Linked DNA regions of Mus musculus: regions 2, 3 and 4 are each linked to region 1. A link is a contact called in public promoter capture Hi-C data. All regions are on one chromosome and are shown on one strand. Each heading gives the region's core, a stretch centred on a gene start, on an enhancer-like site or on the middle of the called end of the contact. The rest is flanking DNA. Distances are from core to core; before and after follow the strand shown. Region 1 holds the start of Il6ra (interleukin 6 receptor, alpha). Region 2 holds the start of Pmf1 (polyamine-modulated factor 1). Region 3 holds the start of Crabp2 (cellular retinoic acid binding protein II). Region 4 holds the start of Rhbg (Rhesus blood group-associated B glycoprotein).

The links. Promoter capture Hi-C pulls out the DNA fragments that hold promoters and counts their contacts.
Region 2: a promoter capture Hi-C map of pre-B cells shows a contact between it and region 1, with 2.2 times the contacts expected there. The contact joins the promoter of Pmf1 here to the promoter of Il6ra in region 1. A contact is called at or near these places in 2 of 39 promoter capture datasets (liver and pre-B cells) and 1 of 115 datasets of contacts at active chromatin or transcription factors (pancreatic cancer cells).
Region 3: a promoter capture Hi-C map of liver shows a contact between it and region 1, with 2.4 times the contacts expected there. The contact joins the promoter of Crabp2 here to the promoter of Il6ra in region 1. A contact is called at or near these places in 2 of 39 promoter capture datasets (hippocampal neurons and liver).
Region 4: a contact with region 1 is called in a promoter capture Hi-C map of pre-B cells, with 5 times the contacts expected there. The contact joins the promoter of Rhbg here to the promoter of Il6ra in region 1. A contact is called at or near these places in 3 of 39 promoter capture datasets (liver and pre-B cells) and 1 of 115 datasets of contacts at active chromatin or transcription factors (pancreatic cancer cells).

Annotation. Positions count from the first base shown.
Region 1 is chr3:89,911,808-89,914,507 of GRCm38.p6, forward strand. Il6ra (interleukin 6 receptor, alpha) reads right to left here and starts at 1,389. Exons shown (of 10, transcript NM_001310676.1): 1 at 1,148-1,389. The coding sequence starts at 1,232.
Region 2 is chr3:88,409,074-88,411,773 of GRCm38.p6, forward strand. Pmf1 (polyamine-modulated factor 1) reads right to left here and starts at 1,324. Exons shown (of 5, transcript NM_025928.4): 1 at 1,083-1,324. The coding sequence starts at 1,234. Slc25a44 (solute carrier family 25, member 44) reads right to left here. Exons shown (of 4, transcript NM_178696.5): 4 at 1,421-2,700.
Region 3 is chr3:87,947,249-87,949,948 of GRCm38.p6, forward strand. It overlaps Crabp2 (cellular retinoic acid binding protein II), which reads left to right and starts at 1,445. Exons shown (of 4, transcript NM_007759.2): 1 at 1,445-1,662. The coding sequence starts at 1,593.
Region 4 is chr3:88,253,399-88,256,098 of GRCm38.p6, forward strand. It overlaps Rhbg (Rhesus blood group-associated B glycoprotein), which reads right to left and starts at 1,286. Exons shown (of 10, transcript NM_021375.3): 1 at 1,071-1,286. The coding sequence starts at 1,248.

The DNA of each region.
Region 1 (2,700 bases), core at 139-2,638:
CCTCAGGCTCCTCCCAAAGCTTTATGTCAATCCTGTAGAGGATTAAAAACGTGTAAAATACAGGGTGGGTTAATACCTGAAATCCCAGCACTCAAGAGATAGAGGCAGAAGAGGCACAAGTTTGAGGCCAGCCTGGGTTATGGGAGAGCCTGTCTAATATATATATATATTTTCTTTATATATATATATATAAAGAAAATATAGGTAGGGGTAACAAACCAAGCTTGAGGAATTCTACCTTCCAGGCAGAAAGAAAGCCTGGAAGCCACTGTCCCCACGACCAGCACAGGATAAATCTCCCCCATGTCCTTTGGCTCTTTCTATGTTGTTGAATAAGCCCTCAGCCCCTAAAATAACCTGTAGAGAAGCAGTCTCCCAGTTCCTCCAGAAGAGACCAGGCAGGCTGCTGGGCCTGAAGCCAGAGCCCACAGAGAGGCCTAGACCTACAAGGCAGAGTGCAAGGAAGGTAAACACAGTGCCCCTACCCTACCCTCCGCCTGGTCCACCTGCTAATCAGGGAGGGCTGGGGCAGGGGGCGGAGGCACAGTTCCAAGAGGTCCCACATCCTTTGCTGTCAAACTCACAGGATTGGGATGGATGTGGGTGTTGGCATTCTGCATGCTAGGGCTAGTTGGCTAAAGGAGTAAGTTTGTGAGGCGGGAACACCCATGACTCAGAGCCCATGATGTCAGACCCTTCACCGTCGGGTCACTGTCATTACACACGACATGGAATGTAGTAGAACTAAGGAAAGCCACGCGAGGTGCCACAACTAAAGCAGAGAGAGCCAGTGGCATAAAGGACTCTCCAGAAGGGACTACTACTGTTCCACTAGGGCGCGCCCTCTGGGTATCTCTTTTTGGAGCGACCCGGGATGCAGTTGAGTAAGACTGGGAACACTGGGAACCAGACACCAGAGTCAGGTTTCAGGAAAACACACTGTCCTGTACTCAGACTTGAGGTAACTGGCCAGACACAGACAGGAGCACGCAGTTATAGGCGCTAGACGCAACAGGGGGCGCGCGAACCTCCACCGCGTCAGCACAGGTGAGTCAGCCCAGGCTAGCAGCCGGTACCGGCGGGGCTCACTCTGCGAACGGAACCAGACAGTGTCACATTCCCCACGCCCGCTCCGGGTTCCTCTTACCCAGCGCGCGGCAGCTCCCGAGGACCAGCGCGACCGCGGGCGCGGCCAGCAGGGCGACCAACAGCGTGCAGCCGACGGTCAGCATGCTTCCTTCTACGCGGGACGGCGGGCGGCAGAGCGGCTCCGCAGCCGGGGCCGGGCGGCCGGCAGACTGGGGCAGCGAGAGCAGTCGCCCTCGGCCTCGGGCTCCACACTCAGCTCGCACTGCGAGCGCTCGCCCCGGCGTGGCTCAGATCGGTGTGGGCGCGACTTCCCACATGCACGTGACACACAGCAGCCGGCCGTCCTGGCAACAGTGAAACATTTGAGGAACCGGTGCTGAAGCTCCTCTTGGCAGCCCCGGCTCGCGGTTACGAAAGCCCAGTAGGATGGCGCAATCGGCCAGCGCTCCGGGCCACCGGAGGGGGTTACTTCCTGCAGCCGCGCCACACCTGAGCCCCCAGGGACCCCCACCAGGGCCCCTCCCCAGGTTTTGACGCTGAGATAAGGAGAAATATCCCCCTCCTTCCTTCCATCCGCGCCTCCGCTTGAGTTTTGCTTTCATGAGCGCCAGCCAGTGGCTCTGGCTGTTAAAGTAGAAGGCAGGTCAGTGTCCTGGGTGCTTACGGGAATCAAACAGGGAATCCGAAAAGACACCGATGTCTGCTTCGAGCCCAGAGATTGTGATTTAATTGGTCTGAAGGAAAACTTAGGCGTCCATAACCTGAGAAAAAGATTTCCTCTCATCTTCCAGTGGAGGAGCAGCTCTTTGAAGGCTACTGCAGAGGCAACGAAACCAGTGTGCGCTTTTGAGTCTGGCCCAGAGACACATGTGTTACCCTCCTCAAGATTGCTATCCCGATCCGGAAGTCTCAGTTTTCTCACCTATTAGAGATGTATTTTTAAGCCCATGATAAAGATTCCTGGAAACACTGTCGATGTACCTGGAGCCTAACTGCTCAACAAGGAGTAGGGCTTTGATTACCCATCATGACTTGACTGGACACAAAGGAACCGGCGTTTGCTATTTACCAGACTCCACCAAGGTTCCCTTCCAAGCTACAGAGCTTGAAGCTACAGGGCAGCTTCCCATGCAAATGCAGAGGGAAAGAAACACACTGAAAAGAAAATTTAGGGCTGGTGAGATGGCTCAGCGGTTAAACGCACTGACTGACTTCCGGAGATCATGAGTTCAAATCCCAGCAACATGGTAGCTCACAACCATCTGTAATGAGAAACAAATAAAACCTATGGGCCTGAGCGAGCCGGGCCGGAGCAAGAGGGAGAAGGGAAGGGATAAGAAAAAAAAAAGAAAGAAAAGAAAATGTAGATGGGGAGCCCTGGACCTACACCAGTATGTTTTAATGTATTCTTCCATTTCAGGGTTCAGCTGATTAGAGTCCATGGGGCAACTGGAATGTGTGTGTGCTGGCTGAACCCCTAAATAAGACATGACCTTATTTAAGCAACATGCTGGCCTCAGACCTAGGCATCCACCGCTCTCTGTGGATGTCAGAACCAAACCTGTACCCAGGACAATGGGATTGGTTTTGATGGCACTTCCTCAGCCACGC
Region 2 (2,700 bases), core at 74-2,573, 1.5 Mb before region 1:
TGCAGATAGCAGGGCCATGTGCGACTGCATCTTTATATTGTGAAACCTAAGATTGGCACTTCTGGCAGTTGGGCCTTAGCCAGGCCAACGAAAAGGACAGCAGGGCAAGAATTTGAGGTCCACCTGAAGCCAGCATGTCCAGTCTTCCTCTAGTCACTGTGGAAGTCACTAGAGCTCTGCTGGCTGGAGCGGGAAGGCATGGGAGGTGGCGAGCACTGAGCCTATAGTCTTTTTTTTTTGAGACAAGGTTTCTCTGTAGCCCTGGCTGTCCTGGAACTCACTCTGTAGACCAGGCTGGCCTCAAATTCAGAAATCCGCCTGCCTCTCCCTCCCAAGTGCTGGGGTTAAAGGCTTGCGCCACCACTGCCCGGCTAACATTCCTTTTTTTAAAATGTTAATTTGATTCGGTCATGTTTATGTCTAGGTATTTTGCCTGCACGTATGTATTTGCACCATGTACATGCTTAATGCCCACCAGAATAGTGTCAGATCCCCTGGAAGTGGAGTTACAAGTGGGTGTGAACCACCATGTAGGTGCGCTGCAAGATCTGCAAGATCAACGAGTGCTCTTACCACTGAGCCCAGGACATTCCTGGTTATGAGGCCTGGCACACCAGCCTGTAAGGACAGCCACTCATTTCTGAGTTCGAGACCAGCTTGGTCTACAGAGTGAGTTCCAGGACAGCCAGGGCTACAGAGAAATCCTTTCTCAAAAAAAAAAAAAAAAAAAGACTGCAAGCTCAGTGCTTGCCACCTCCCGCGCGCTCCAGCCAGCAGAGCTCTGCGCTCATCTGGCGCCCTGGCGCGTTAGGTCTACGTAAGCAGATGACCTCTGGGGAAGGACGTCGGCTGCCCTAAGGCTGCCGCGGGCCCCAGGCTGCTGCCTTGCGGGACGGTGGAGAAGACAGCAACTGCAATCCGACCTTCCCTCTACTCCTCCGCAAACCGCGGCGAGAGGTTTCAGGGGAGCAGCCCTGCTCCACCGCGGCGGGTCGCCCACGTGACTGCGCCAAGCGTATCTCGCGGGACTTACGATCCTGCGACAGACCTCCCGCCACCTCTCCCCATTGGTCGCCACCTACCTCCTGTCGGCGACTAGCTTCTGGAGGAAAGTGTCTACTATGGCGTCCAGGAGTTTCACCCTGGGGATGGTCGCGTCCCCTGGCACAGCTTCCGGAGAGGAGCCCTCAGGCCCCCTTTCCGCAGCCTCGCTATCTCGGCTCACCTCAGCCATGTTGAAATTGAACCGCCAAAATAAACTGGCCCTGCAGCTCCTCCCAACAGGACCTCCGATTGGAGGCCGCGGAATGCCCGTCACGGAGCCGGATGGGGCGGGGCAGTGGCCGAGGACGAGGAATTAGTTCTCAGCTCCGGGGGGAGGGAGGGGGGGAAGGGCAGAAAACAAAACCCAAAAGCCAGAGTTTAGGGGCTCAATAAAAACTTTTAATTACATTTCAAAGATCTCATACAGTGCAACAGTGAATATTCGCAGCTAATCTCCTCGAGTCCATTTCTAGCTAATGCTGAATGTGCATTCTTTCCCATGTGCCTCTATCCAGCCCTCCTGTCTTGCCGAGTTTCTAATTTGTGTGTTGACCAATGGGTCAACATTTCTAGCTGTTTTGGTCTCCAGTTTTGGAAAAATGGCCGCCCACTGGCTCATCTTCACCAAGGCCAATCCCAGACCCTGACCTTGGGAGAGTAGGAGTTCCGACACGGGGGTGCCTTTTACCTTTATATCCAAGGTCCTTTCAAACACAAGGGGAAAGAAGGAAAGGGAGATAGGACAAGAAAGGGAGAGGCTTAAACACCGGACAAGAAAAGTCGGGAAGGAGTAACCTAAGGTATGAAAGGTGGGAGGAACCTATGTCCACACTCTGCCCCGTTAGGAAAGACCAAAGAGCAGAGCTGTCCAATCACAAAGGTCTTGATAGTGAAAGCCTGAGAGGGGCCCTTGCTCCACTGTATTGATAGGTCTTAAGGTAGAGGTGAGGAGCGAAAGGATTTAAAATGATCTGTGGGCTTCACCCTTCAGATGACTATGGGCAAGATTGAAGGGCTCTCTCAATAAAGTGCAGGAAGTGGGGCCTGGCGGCGTCCTGTAAACCTGGAACTTAGGAGGTGGAGGAAGATGAAGAGTTCTAGGCTACCCTCTGCTACATAATGAATTCAAACCCAGCCTGGGATATATGAGACCCTGTCTCAAAAAACAAACCAAAATGCTGAGACATTAGTAGAGGGCTCAGAAGGAAACAAATACAGACTACAGCGAGTAGTAGGAGGTGTGTGTGTGGAGACTGGGTCAAGTCAGGATGGAAGAATGTGGAGCAGCCGTGAGAAACATGAAGGCTTCAGTTAGCACCTTCCAATTTGGCACCATGGCATTTCCCAAGCATCTCCCAGGCTGAAGAGCAAGATCTGCCTGCTTTCTTCCCTCCCATTCCTGGATGTGCCTCTCTGCCACCAACACAGGCTCAGTAGAGGCAGGGAAGAGGGACGCTCCTGAGGAAAGCATCAATGGTTTTGGCAGTAAGAGGCTGGTAACCAGGTGGACCTGGCCTTGGGTGCCTTCCTGACTGTATTTTTTTTTTTTTTCTGTTGCCAGCACAGGGTACCATGACTGGGATGATACTTCACAACCAAGGACAAGAAAAAAAAGGATAGTTCATATTCCAGAGTCCCACTGTGAGACACCTGTTG
Region 3 (2,700 bases), core at 195-2,694, 2.0 Mb before region 1:
GCTTTAAAATTTAGAGTCCTAGACTCAGGCCGACTTGTCCCACTCCCTTCTGAGTGTTGGTGGTGGGGTGGGGGGTGGGGAGAGCGGCGATCCAGAGGCCCTTCTGAGAGGCAGCCTTCCTCCCTCATCCTCTCAAGTTTTCCACACCCCATTATTCGGGATTGCCTCGATGAAGACCTGACTCGAGTGACACTGTCTGGCCTCTGAGTGAGGTTAATCCTTCAGGCCCTGTCCTCAGCTCAGTTCCACTCCCCAACCAAAGCCTGCCAAGTCCCCAGTTCACCAGGTCAGGGCTGCCTGTTCCAACCTTGGCCACCTAGATGAGAAGGGGCCAGGCAGGGACCTTGTTTGAGATCCTGAGGGGACTACGGGGATAGCCCCGGGAGACTGAGGGCGAATGCCAAAGAAAGGGCAAACACTTGTAGCTCCAGCACAGAGCAACGTTGTTTCTGGCTTTGGGTTACCCGCGTGCCTCCGAGGCCGCTCCTGTCCTTTCTGCTGTCTCGCTGTCTTTCCACTAGGGTTTCACCCACGTAAAAATCAGCCTCGGAGAGGCTGATTCACCGCACTTTCAGCTCTAGATAGGGACGTCTCAGACCCACCCCCTCCCCACACAGTCAGCCTTCCCCCAACCCCGGAGGCAACGCGGCAAGCCGCGGGGTGGGGGTGGGGGGTGGTGGGGGGCGCTTGGCGTCTTTCTCCCCCTCCTTGTGGCCCAGGGGGCCCAGGGAAGCGTAGCCACCGAGAAAGCGCCTTAATAAAAGAGTCGTGTCAAGTGATTGGCTGTGACCTCTGCCCTTCTAGCCTCGAGCCGGGGGCTCCTGCTTAACCCTTCATTGTCCGTCCAGGGCTTGGAGAGGAATGAATGAGTTGCCTTGTGCTCACTTCAGGCGTCCCCAGGCACTACTTGAACCCAGAGCTGAGTCAAGGGGTGGAGGACAGAGCAGCACCTCCCTGTCACCCAAAAGAACGCTTGAATTCCGAGCTGTTTCATTGAGTCCATTTCGACTGCCGGTTGCCGGGGGGGGGGGGGGGGGACAATTCTTGCGCTAGTGGGGTCTCCGGATGCCTGGAGCTGAGCTGTCCAGAGCACCAAATCTGGTAGAGAACTACTAGGGAACTGGTGAAACGGGACCTGTGTTCGCCCTGCAGGCCGAGAGAGCATCCGTGACCCAGGCGAGAGCCGTGCCCTGTTCTTGCCAGAGGCACAAACCCCGTTCTTGCCTTCTGACGCTTCTCGGTCCGCCTACTGATGCGGGAGAAGGGTATCTTGGCTCTTGGAGAACCCTGGACCCACCCACATTTCTAGAAACAGGAGGGATTCCGGAAAGGATGGGGGTGAAGTGGTCACAGAGCAGGGCCCCCAGGTGGTGTGGAAGGCGGGGCGGGGGCGGGGCCGCCTCATGCACCAGCTGGGTATAAAAGCCTAGAGCTCTGGCGCCCAGCGGCTGTGCAATTGTCCTCCACGCGGCTTGGTCCCCAGGTGGAAGGATCTGTTCTGCAAAGGAGACAGCAAAGTATCTTTAGCCTAAAGGACTCAGCGTCCAGTGTTCTAGTTGAAGATCTAAAGAGAAAGCCACCTTGCTGCCACTATGCCTAACTTTTCTGGCAACTGGAAGATCATCCGATCGGAAAACTTTGAGGAAATGCTAAAAGCTCTGGGTAAGGAGGTTTTCGTGAGTTGGGAAGGGAGGACAAGAAGGGCGCTGGGGTCTTTAGAGCAGAGGCCGAATAAACGGAAGGGGGCCGAATCAGGGAATGTACCTGGGAGCCTGCATCCTAGGAAAGGGGCGTGCCGGATACCCTGGGTCCTGGGGCACCAGGCCCAAGACTCTTAAATCCTACTTTCTGAGGCTGGGCGCCCACCAGTGCCAGCTTCAACGGTGACTCAGAGCCTGTGAAGCAAGTAGAAACCAGAAGCACGAGGTTAGTCTCAGGAGGGGTTGGCTAGCCTCGGCGCCTGGACCTGCTGACCAGGGCACCTGGCTCTGAGCTTTAAGAATCCAGAATCCAGGCAGGGAGCCCCTAGGAGACATTCCAAGATCTTTCCGCGTACCCTAACAGTAACCCAATCCAGGCGACAGGTCCATTATCCTCAACACTTGGCTCCGCCCACCAGGTGGTCCACCACTTCAGCTCCCCGACCCTCCCCCACACCTTGCACTTCCCACTCCAGTCTCCCCACCCCACCCCACCCCACCCCACCCCCACCTGTGAGACATATTTTCCTACAGCAACCGGCTCCCAAGCCCTAAAATCGCTCTGGACAATTACCACTTTCTTAGATTTCAACAAATGTCCTCGTGTGAAACACCAATCCCCATTTCCGAAAGTCTAGGATTGCCTCCCTCCTCGCCACAGACCAGCTGCACCCTGCGCAACTGGGCTGTTAGCCAAGGGTGGGAACACAGGAACCACCCAGACTTTCCCTACCCACCTTCTACTACCCTCTAGGATGCGACTGAGCTAGAAGGTATAGGAAAGGAGAGACATCTGCGGAGAGATGCAGTTAACCGCCCCAGGGAGTGGAAACTACCCCAGAGCCTAAGGGTCAGCATGCCTTCCATTTCTGCACTGGAGAGGAGCCCTGTGGTGGGGAGCAGGGGATACCCTTGAGGAGCTAGGGACTGTATAAGAGTGAGTCTGGAGCTAAAAAGAATGTTGCGAGGGCAGTAGGGCCTCTGTTCTCATCTTTCCTCG
Region 4 (2,700 bases), core at 36-2,535, 1.7 Mb before region 1:
AGGTGGGGACAGCCTGTCAACAGCTCAGCGGCAGAAAGTGGGTTTAATAGCCTTGTTGCTTTTTGCATGCCCTTCAAACAGACATTTTCCCTCACTCCTTTTTGGTGTTTGTTTGTTTGTTTGTTTGTTCGTTTGAGACAGAGTTTTGTTAGCTCAATCTGGTCTCAGATTCACAGTGTGGCTGAGGCTGGTTTTGAACTCCAGATCATCCCTCCTCCACTACTGGAGCACTGAGATTACAGGCACAAACCATCACCCCCAGCTTCTTCCTGGCACTTGGATGAGGAACTGGAACTAGAGAAGGTTGACTTGGGCATTAGAGGGAGGGGCAGTGTGCTTGGTCCCAGATGTCCAGTGCCTCAGTTACAACCTCGAAGGAAATGCTCTGTCTCCATGAGGGGGTTAACTCCCTGTCCAGAACCTTGTCAGGAGGCAAATGGTCAGTGGTCAAGTTTATGATGTGTAAGCGCTATTCTAGCTGTGCGATCCTTGGTGGGTGATAATGGGCACCCCGCAGCCACCTTAAACTGTGAGATGAGATAATAGTGCAGCACCGAGCACAGCCCTAGCCCGCCTCACACTGGCCTTGAAACTGGCAAATGGGTCCAGGGTCCTCTCACTCTCAAACCTGGAGTGTTTGTGCTGAAACCAATCTTCGACGCCTGAACATGTGGGAATTTCACACCTAGTTCTCCCTCGTCTCCTCTGGCACCCTACCTGGCAGTCCCACCAAGATTCTCTTTCCTGTGGTCAAGCTGGACTCCTAGACAAAGTCAAATTAGCCCCAACGGAAGGTGAGACAGTAGCTAACACTGGGGCCACTTACAACTGGATTGAAGCCCCAGCTCCCCTTACTGTCTGACCCTGACTCTGACTGAGCCTTACCTCTCCTCAGCCTGAGATAGAGCATGTGCCATCCCCAGCAGTGCCTGGAACAAGAGGGACACTAGAGAAAGGGGACTATTTTAAAGCCCCGGCAGTCATCTTGGTGGCAGGAGTACCCATCAACGCCCTTCCCTACACACCCGGGACTTAGAGGCTTTGCTTCCCACGCCCTCGCCCGCACTCACTTGGGTAGCGAAAGTAAAACTCGTTGTCCACGTTACTGTGGTTGCCCCAGTGCCACAGGGCAGCGTCGGTTTCGTGGTTGTACCGGACAAAGATAGCAAAGAGGAGGGCAGTGGCGCCTTGGAAGAGCAGGCACAGCAGCGGCAGGACCAGGCGCCGGTGGCGGGGAACGCGGGCCATGAACGCGGCTGTGTTCTCCCGGTCTCCGGCAGGGCAGTGCCGGCCAAGCTGACTCCTGCCACCGCAAAGGTGAGGCCCCGCCCCCCGGAGGCCGTGCTGCTCCTTGGGGAGCCCCACCCCTCAGCTCGAGGTTGGCAGGGATTAGCCCCGCAGGTCAGGTCCTGTTTCCCATGGCCCCGCTGAGGCACCGGTGATGTGTGAGCTTCCCCAACTGTGCCCCAGCTGCCAGAGGGTGGAGAGAGGGGGAAAGGTACTCGCCCCTTTAAACCTGGTGTGAGAGATTGGCATCCAAGAAGCTAGTATCCTTTAAAGGTCCTACCTGGTTTCCCTCGGTTAATAGGAAGGAATCGGATTAATGCTGAGATCTTCCGTTGCCTGGCTGTAGAGATAAACCAGATGGCCCCTCTCAGAAGCAGTTGCCTCTACCACTCTACCACCTTTGTTGTTGTTGTTGTTGTTGTTAAAGATGTATTTAGTTATTTTATGAGTACACTGCCATTCTTTTTAGACACACCAGAAGAGATCATCAGATCCCATTACAGATGGTTGTGAGCCATCAAGTGGTTGCTGGGAATTGAACTCAGGACCTCTGGAAGAGCAGTGGGTGCTCTTAACTGCTGAGCCATCTCTCGGGCCCCAGCCTCTACCACCTTAAGTTGAGCTGAGATTACAGCTCCAACAGCCATGGTCCCTGAAGGACTCTAGCCGGTAGGGACACTGGTACTCTTGGTTCTGAAACCTGCAGTCCACAGGTGCAGGGACAGTAGGATAGCTTGCTAACCCTCTGCTCATTGTCCAGTTCTTCCACTGTCTCAGCAGGGACCTGAGCCTCTGCCCCTGCCTTTTTTGTGGACTTGGGAGGACACCTGGATTCTAGCTGTCTGGTTTCCTGTGCCAAGGGTCCAGCCAGGCACATGAAAGACCAGAGATCAGCCTCTGGTGACACAGCTCCCAGCTGGTCCATGTGGGCCCTGTCCAGAGACTCTCCATCACTCTTCAGTCAGCAGGAAGGTTAAGCATAAAGACTCAGCATCTATGGGTCACCCCCTGCGGGGGCCATCTCCTGTCCCAGGTGTGACTCCTGAGCCCTGCTTGGTGTCAGTAGTTGCTTGGGTGGTTCCAGCAGGTCTGGGAGGAAGAGCCTTCTATACCCCCAGAACTAGAGAAAGGGGAAGAGAGAGCTGTGGTCTGATTTTAACCTCCTCTTAACTCCATACCTCCCTTCATCTACAACTCCTCCAGGGCCTGACTTCCCCCTTTTCTCTTCTTCATTCATTCACTCAATAAATACTCATGTAGTGTCTACCCTGGGCTAGGTCCTAGGGTTGGAACCAGATAGTCTAGTACAAGGATATAACGGGCTTAGGCCCTGAAGGTCCCAGCCTAGCAGATGTTAGCTCTTCAATCGCTGAGTCAGGGGAGGGCTTCAGAAGTTCCTTTGGAAAGACAGAA